Linked DNA regions of Sus scrofa: region 2 is linked to region 1. Evidence: chromatin contacts called from public promoter capture Hi-C data. All regions are on one chromosome and are shown on one strand. The core of a region is the stretch at or near the end of the contact, and the rest is flanking DNA. Distances in the headings are between cores, read along the strand shown. Region 1 holds the start of ADPRHL2 (poly(ADP-ribose) glycohydrolase ARH3). Region 2 holds the start of LSM10 (U7 snRNA-associated Sm-like protein LSm10).

Region 1 (4,055 bases), core at 745-3,244:
TTAGAGGGACAGCATCTCTCCTTTAGTCCACAATCAGCCAGCTTTTCCCCAGGGAACCATCTCTCTTCCATTCCCAGTTCAGATGATAGGAGATGTAGCCAAGCCCGCCTCCAGCCCAGCCCAACTGCACGTCCCATCCCCTGGTTCATATGACCTAAAGCAGGCCAGTGAGACTCTGAGAACGTGGCTGGGGCCACCACAAAGAGAAACTTCTTCTGCTGGAGCTGCAGAGCTGGGTGCTGCTGGGGGCCCCCCTAAGGGAAGGGTCTGCCAGAGGAAAGCTCACCCAAAAGAATGCAGATCTGAACAAGGAGAGGAACTGGGTCTTGAGATGGCTTGGCTCAGCTCCACTTAAAGCCAGGCCTACCACTGGATTTCCCAGCGATGTCACCCAATGCATTCTCTTTTTGCTCAGGCTATTTTGAATTGGGTTTTCTGCCACTTGCGCCTAAAAGGTCCTAAAACCTCAACCTCAAATGTTTTTCCCTCATCTTAACATCAAACCAAAATGAAAATATAAAACTGTCCCAACATCCTGTCTGACTCTCAACCACAGTTCATCTCTCTCCTTCTCTTCATACCAAACCATACTTTTATCTTCTCCTTTTCCAATTCTTCCTAAACACAACTGAAATCTAACTTTTTTTTTTTGCCTTGTAGGGCTGCACCTGCGGCATATGTAGGTTCCCAGGCTAGGGGTTGAATCAGAGGTACAGCTGCTGGCCAACGCCAGAGCCACAGCAATGCGGGATCCAAACCATGTCTGCAACCTACACCACAGCTCATGCCATGCTGGATCCCCCTGAGCAAGGCCAGGGATGCAACCTGCAACCTCATGGTTCCTAGCCAGATTTGTTTCCACTGTGCCATATGGGAACTCCTGAAATCTAACTTCTAAGGTTCAACTTTCTACTGAAAATGCTTTTCTAAATCTAGATTTCCCGAGACTTAACCCCTTTTACCATCACACCAGTGACCAGTGTCTTCGTCCAGAAATTCTTGAGTTTTGTTGTTACGCATCTCCCCACTTCTCCTATCAAACAATTTCCTTCTCTAGCTCCTTTTCCTCCTTCAGGGTTCTGGGTGTGGCCCTTTTCCCTTACTATTCTATATGCTCTCCCAGAAGACTCATTCTCTGCTTGACCTCAGCTGTGATACTGAGCTGAGATCTGGGTGATGAGCAGACTGCCCAGGGGAGAGAGCTTTACAGGCAAACGGACAGCGGTACATGCAAAGGCCTCGGCAAGAGGAAGCACGATGTGACAGCAATGCAGAGCGGTACAAGATGAAACTGGGGCCGCAGGGGAGGACCGGCCACAGATGGCACGTTAAAGAGTTTGATTCTGTCTTAATGGTAATGGAAAATCACTGCAGAGCTTCACGCGCGCGGGAGGCAGCCATCAGATCTGTTTTCAGATGCGCACTCCCAGCTGCGTGGAGATGGACCGGTGGTGCACTGATCCAGGAGAACTGGGTAAATCGGGTCGAATCGGCAGGGGTGTACTACTGGACAAGGCAATCTAGGCGTGGCCTGTACCGCGGGAGGATGGGGTTGCCAGGCCCGTAACCGGCAAACGTCTGGGGCGAGACTCGTGAAGATGGGGCTCGGATTTAAACAAGCTGAGTCCGAGGTGCCCGCAAGTCCTGCAGATCCGGCCACTCACTCCCGCTGCGGTTCCCTCCCTCCCAGCGTCCCTCGCGACCCTTGGCCTCCACGTGCCCCAGTGCGTCCGGGCCCGCCCACCTGTCCGCGGGCTCCCCGCCGATCCGGGGTCCGGCTCCAGGTCCTGGACCTGACGCAGGACTGACGTCAGGTCGACCGTGTCGCGCGCCTCGTAGACGGCGCCCACGCAGTCCCCGAGCAGCGCGCCAGCCAGGCAGCCTCGGAAGCGGGAGAGGGAGCGGGCCGCCCCTGCCCCTCCGGAGGCCGCTGCCGCCGCCGTCATCGCTGCCACTGCCATCCGCGCCGATCCGCAGCCACTTCCGGTGCGGCCGACGCGTGCCCAGCGGCGCCGCTTCCCTGGCCCCACAGCGACACCCCGAGGCGCGGAGTCATAATTCCCGCGCGCGAGTGACCTGGGTGGTCCCGCAGCCCTGGTTCGATTGGGCTCGGCCTCTGGTTTTAGTCCCCATCCCCCACCCCTGGAAAGGGCATCACAGTCGGACGGGACGTCCACTAAAGGGTCCCCAGGGGTGGGCACTGAGCCAGACTGTAGGGTCACTGGCTCCGAGGCCTTTATGTGCCCGGGTACCCCAGCCCTCCCAGGGCAGCCGCCGCTCATGGCCCCCACTCAGGGCTGGGTGCCCCTCATCCCCAAGCCCTCCCCCCATCACCCTGGCCCCCTCAGGGCCTCTCCTAGGCATCCAGAGGGCAGGCTAGGGTCCAACTGGGGCAGAGCTTGTTGGAGGTCGCACAGCTAGAGCCCAGGGGTGCTGGCCTGGTCGAGACAGGCCCCCTGAGGGGAGAAAGGGGAAGGAGTGGGATTTGGAACTTGGAGCTTGAGGGATGATGTTCCCCGCCTGTGCTCCTCCAACTACAGGGGTAGCAGAGAACCCTCTGGACTGAGAACCCCCCACCTTTATTGACTCATTATCCCCACCTCCACTTCATTTCCCACCAGCCTTCCCCTCTGTTCTCAGCCCCTCGCTAGGTCAGCTCCAGCTGGCAGGTCTTGAGTGGACTCAGGGTGCGGTTTGTGGTGCGTGTGAAGGTGTCCACCTCAGGCACAAACTTCTCAGCAGGCACGGTCAGCTTCCGACGAGTATCCATGCACTTGGTGTCCAACAGCATGGAGTTGGCCTTGCAGGCGATATCAGCCTGCAGCCGAGCCAGGTGCTTGTACAGGGCATCCAGAGCGTCCCTGGGGAGGGAGGATTAACAACCCACCACCACTACATGAGGCTGGGCAGGCAGGGCTGAGCTTACCCACCTTGAGTCAGGAAGCCAGCAGGGAAGCCAGCAGGCAGCACGCCGCTGGGGTGGTGGGAGTTGTCTCCCCGCCCCTCCTGCTCACTCCCCAAACCTACTGTGCTTGAGCCAGCTTCTGCTTCAGGGCGGCAATGGTTGCCTCTAACTGGTGAACCTCATCAGTGAGGCCGAACTGTGCCTGGAGGTAGAGGAGCAGGTGGGAGGGAATCCCAGGTCAGCCAGGCTGTCCTTCTGCCCATGGGCCAGGGGGTGGCCTATGCCAGAACCCCTGCTCCACCAGGGAGCCCGTGCCCCGCTGGGGTGCCCTCATACCTGGTCACGGCAGAGTTCCACATTAGGCCGGTAGGTCCTGGTCTCTAGCCGGGTATGGCATAGCTTCAGGTTCTGCAACTTTCTGCGCAGATCCTCCTCCAGGTGCCGGATGTCCTCCTGCAGCTCAGCAATCTCCTCCAAGGTCTGCAGGGACAGAGGGACTGGTCTCCACCTGGTGCACCCAGTCCAGGGCTTCCTGGCAAGGCCCCAGGCTCCTCATCCCACAGCAGGAAGTCCAGGCCCCAGGAGATACGCGGAGAAGCTCACATTCTTCTCTTGCCACTTGAGCTCACTGTACACCTTCTCCATCTCCCGCAGCCGCTTCCTGAAGGCAAATTCCGTTGCAACCCTTTGGGCTTCGAGTTCATTGTTGGTCTGAAGGACAGGAAGTAGGCAGGACAAGGGGAAGGTATAAGCTTTGGCCTCTGGCCATCTGAGGATGTGGCTCAGGTGAGGGGTGGGATGCCACATGGCTGACAGGGAACAAAAGACAAAGGCTTGAGTGCATGCTGTGGCCGTCCCTTGGCCACTGAGGATCGGGGGAGCAGGAGGGGGTCAGGCACCTCGGCAATAGTTAGGGCGATGGCCTCCCTCAGCTCCACGGCTCCTTTCATCTCAGCCTCTGCCCGGTTCTTGTTGAACTGACTGAAGTCATCCCACTGCTGGAGAGTGGTGGAGCTGCAGGTGGAAGGAAACACTGGGGTTGCGGGAGTCTGGCCTTTGCAGGGAGGAAGAGAGACTGAGCGAAAGGCTCTTCTTACCCACTGGGGACACGTGTAGGATTAATCTTCAGAGAGATGTTCGGGGACTTGAG
Region 2 (4,055 bases), core at 511-3,010, 260 kb before region 1:
TGTGTCCTGCAGTGCTTAGTTTGCATTCTTCTGCAGATTGTTTTGCATCACTTTTTTTTAGAAAGGCCATTACTTTTTTTTTTCTTTCTTTGTCTTTTTAGGGCCACACCTGCAGCATATGGAGGTTCCCAAGTTAGGGGTCGAATCGGAGCTGCAGCTGCGGACCTGCACCACAGCACAGCAACACCAGATCTGAGCCGCGTCTTTGACCTACACCACAACTCACAGTTACACCAGATCCTTAACCCACTGATCAAGGCCAGAGGGCAAATTGTCATCCTCGTGGATAGTAATGGGGTTCATTACTGCTGAGCCACGACAGGAACTCCAAGGCCATTACTTTTAACCATAACTATTAACTTGCAAATCTGTGTCCCCCTCACCTGGTCTGCAGGCTCACTTTCCCAGAGATGTTCCATCACGTCACGCGTAGACTGATGTCATTTTTATTTATTCAGGACATTTACTTCACTTTCAAAGGGCATGAAAAAACTTTTTTTGGCCACCCCACAGCCTATGGAGTTCCTGGGTCAGGGATCAGATCTGAGCTACAGTTGCAACCTATGCCACAGCTTCGGCAACACTGGATCCTTTAACCCACTGTGCCAACCCAGGGATCAAACCTGTGCCCTCGCACTGGAGAGGCACCACCAATGCTGTGGCGCCACAGCAGGAACTTTTAAAATATAATATAAAGACAGTTCTCCATAGAAAGGCACCAGAAGCAATGGGTAGAAGTTACCCCAAACTTCCCAGCAAAGGAGTACAACACCTGGCAGAGGAGGGAGTTGCTGGCCCCTGGGTCTCGGGCCATGTTAGGGGAGCATCTTCAGGCTGCTGGAGAGGGGATTTGCACCCCGGATGGCAAGCTGGAACAGGATTCTCTCAGGATCCTGTGTTCCTCTGACAGTTTGGAAATAGAACCACGGCACAGCTCATCAAAAGGGAACAGAAATATTCAAGACTCCTGAAATGAACTCAATTCAAGTGGGCCCTAGACCGGGTTTGAGGTTGCAAAAAATCGAAACTAATTCTGGCTGCTTAGCTGGGAAAAGAATCTACTGAAAGGGCTTTGGCAACTCCCAGCTGACAGGAAGTCCGAAGGGCCATGGGAAAATGGCCAGGAACCAAGGAAGGGCAGGCAGCACAGGGAAGCACTCCAGCCCCAGCAGCAACCCCAGGAATGAGGTGCCAGATGACACAGGCACCAGGACGGAGCCCAAACAGTTCCTGCTGGTTCATGTCACTCGCTTCAGACTTAGAATCTGATAATGCCTGAGTTTAGGTCACCAGCCAGCCTTTGAAGGAGGGATTGGACCTCCTATCTATAGAATAAAGCAGAGCGGATCCCAGCAGATGGAGCAGGCTAGCGAAGGCAGAGACAAGGATGCAGGGCTTGTCTGGGGGTTGCTGAGGGGCTGAGTCTGACTAGAAAGGAGTCTAATTTTAGTGTGTATTGTTAGACAGGCAGATTCCCAGGCTCCATTTCTGATTCAATAGGTATGGGGTTAGTTTAACAAGCATTCTAGATAATGTTAAGGCAAATGGTTTCCATACACACCTTAAGAAACACTGGATGGAGAGGCATTCTCTTATGGCCCAGTAGGTTAAGGATCCAGCATTGTTGCTGTAGCATCTTGGGCCGCTGCTGTCTCATGGGTTTGATCCCTGGCCCAAGAACGCCTCGAGAGTGGCAAAAGGAAATGAAGAAAGGGAGGGAGGGAAGAAGGGAGACTGGTTGGAAAGTCTACACAGAGAACCTAAAGGAGATCCAGCTAAGAGGTAGGTTGGAACCAAATCGATGTCAATATTGGAGACTATTCTGCTAGTGAATTGCTTTTTATTTATTTATTTACTTTTTTGTCTTTTTTGCTGTTGTTGTTGTTGCTATTTCTTGGGCCGCTCCCGCGGCATATGGAGATTCCCAGGCTAGGGGTCGAATCGGAGCTGTAGCCACCAGCCTACTCCAGAGCCACAGCAACGCGGGATCCGAGCCGCGTCTGCAACCTACACCACAGCTCACGGCAACGCCAGATCGTTAACCCACTGAGCAAGGGCAGGGACCGAACCCGCAACCTCATGGTTCCTAGTCGGATTCGTTAACCACTGCACCACGACGGGAACTCCGTGAATTGCTTTTTAATTTTTTCTTAGCAGGTGAATTAAGTTCATAGGTGTACTTTGTTTGCAAAGGCTCATGGGACACCCAAACCAGTAAGATGGCTTTTGTAATGAATTAAATGAGAAAACGAGTCTCAACTAGAATAGCAGCAGTCAGAATAAAAAGGCAAGAATGGGAGACCTCATGGCTTGGTGGGTTGGAGATGCAGCATTGGTACTACTGTGGCTCAGGCTATTGCTGTCGCTTGGGTTCAGTCCCTGGCCTGGGAACTTCCACATGCCAAGAGTGTGGCCAAAGAAAAAAAAGTGGGAGACAAATTTCAAGGAATTTTCAAGGCTCAGTGACTGTGACAGGTGTAGGGGAATCAAGAAATGACAGAAGTTGGAATTCCCATTGTGGCTCAGTGGGTTAAGAACCTGACATTGCGAGGATGCAGGTTCATCATTGGCCTTGCTCAGTGGGTTAAGGATCCAGTGTTGCCAAAAGCTGCAGTGGAGGTTGAAGCTGCAACTCTGATTCTCAACCCCCAGCCTGGGAACTTCCATATGCTGCAGGTGTGGCCTTTAAAACAATAAAAAGAAGTGATAGAAGTTATCAAGTTTATTCAAGGTGCCTGTCTTGGGTGGTTGAAAAATGGTGGTAGCAATCACAGAAATAGAATTCAGAGCAGCAACTCATTTGCAAAGGACTTGCTGAAGCTATGTTGCAGACATGCTGAGTTTCAAGTACCAGTGAGACTCATGGGAATAAGCAACAGATGGTTGGGAAACAGAGGTCTTCTGTGGAGCAGCCTGGGCAGGAGGTGCAGACAAGGGACTCAGCATGTAGGAGTTGTCAGCAAGGAGATACTTGACCAAGCAGGGAGCTGGGCTGGGAATATACCCCCAGAAAAAGCATATATGTTAGGGAGTAGAATGAAGTAGGGTTAAAAAAAAAATAGAGATAGAGGAGTTCCCATCATGGCACAGTGGTTAACAAATTTGACTAGGAACCATGGGGTTGCAGGTTCTATACCTGGCCTTGCTCAGTGGGTTAAGGAATATTCCATTGTGTATATGTACCACATCTTCTTGATCCACTCCTCTGTCGATGGACATTTAAGTTGTTTCCATGTCTTGGCTATTGAAAAGAGTGCTGCAATGAACATCGGAGTACATGTGTCTTTGCGAGTCATGGTGTTCTCTGGTTAGATGCCCAGGAGTGGGATTGCTGGATCAAATGGTAGTTCTAGTTTTAGTTTTCTGAGGAATCTCCATACTGTTTTTACAATCCCACCAACAGTGTAACAGGGTTCCTTTTTCTCCACACCCTCTCCAGCACTTATTGTTTGTAGACTTTTTGATGATGGCCATTCTGGCTGGTGTAAGGTGGTACCTCATAGTGGTTTAGATTTGCATTTCTCTAATAATGAGTGAAACTGAACATCTTTTCATGTGTTTTTTGGCCATCTGTATGTCTTTTTTTGGAGAATTGTCTGTTTTGATCTTCTGCCCGTTTTTTGATGGGGTTGTTTTTTTTTTTGGTATTGAGCTGAAGAAGGTGTTTATAAATTTTGGAGATGAATCCCTTGTCAGTTGATTCATTTGCAAAGATTTTCTCCCATTCTGTGGGTTGTCTTTTTGTGTTATTTAGGGTTTCCTTTGCTGTGCAGAAACTTTTCAGTTTAATTAAGTCCCATTTGTTTATTTTTGTTTTTATTGTCATTACTCTAAGAGGTGGATCTGAGAAGATGTTGCTGTCATTTATGTCAGAGAGCGTTTGGCCTATGTTTTCCTCTAAGAGTTTTATGGTATCTGGTCTTATATCTAGGTCTTTAATTCATTTGGAGTTTATTTTTGTGTATGGTGTTAGGGAGTGTTCTGATTTCATTCTTTTACATGTGGCTGTCCAGTTTTCCCAGCACCACTTATTGAACAAGCTGTCTTTTCTCCAT

What was found. Promoter capture Hi-C pulls out the DNA fragments that hold promoters and counts their contacts.
Region 2: a contact with region 1 is called in a promoter capture Hi-C map of liver, with 4 times the contacts expected there. The contact joins the promoter of LSM10 here to the promoter of ADPRHL2 in region 1. A contact is called at or near these places in 1 of 5 promoter capture datasets (liver), 7 of 47 Hi-C or Micro-C datasets (heart right ventricle, liver, mesenteric adipose tissue and 3 more) and 1 of 2 datasets of contacts at active chromatin or transcription factors (alveolar macrophages).

Annotation. Positions count from the first base shown.
Region 1 is chr6:92,236,406-92,240,460 of Sscrofa11.1, reverse strand. It overlaps ADPRHL2 (poly(ADP-ribose) glycohydrolase ARH3), which reads right to left and starts at 1,994. Exons shown (of 6, transcript XM_003127788.4): 1 at 1,745-1,994. The coding sequence starts at 1,961. TEKT2 (tektin-2) reads right to left here. Exons shown (of 10, transcript XM_005665212.2): 5 at 4,003-4,055; 6 at 3,805-3,919; 7 at 3,509-3,616; 8 at 3,242-3,385; 9 at 3,028-3,107; 10 at 2,336-2,861. The coding sequence ends at 2,648.
Region 2 is chr6:92,494,591-92,498,645 of Sscrofa11.1, reverse strand. It overlaps LSM10 (U7 snRNA-associated Sm-like protein LSm10), which reads left to right and starts at 1,760. Exons shown (of 2, transcript XM_021095943.1): 1 at 1,760-1,782.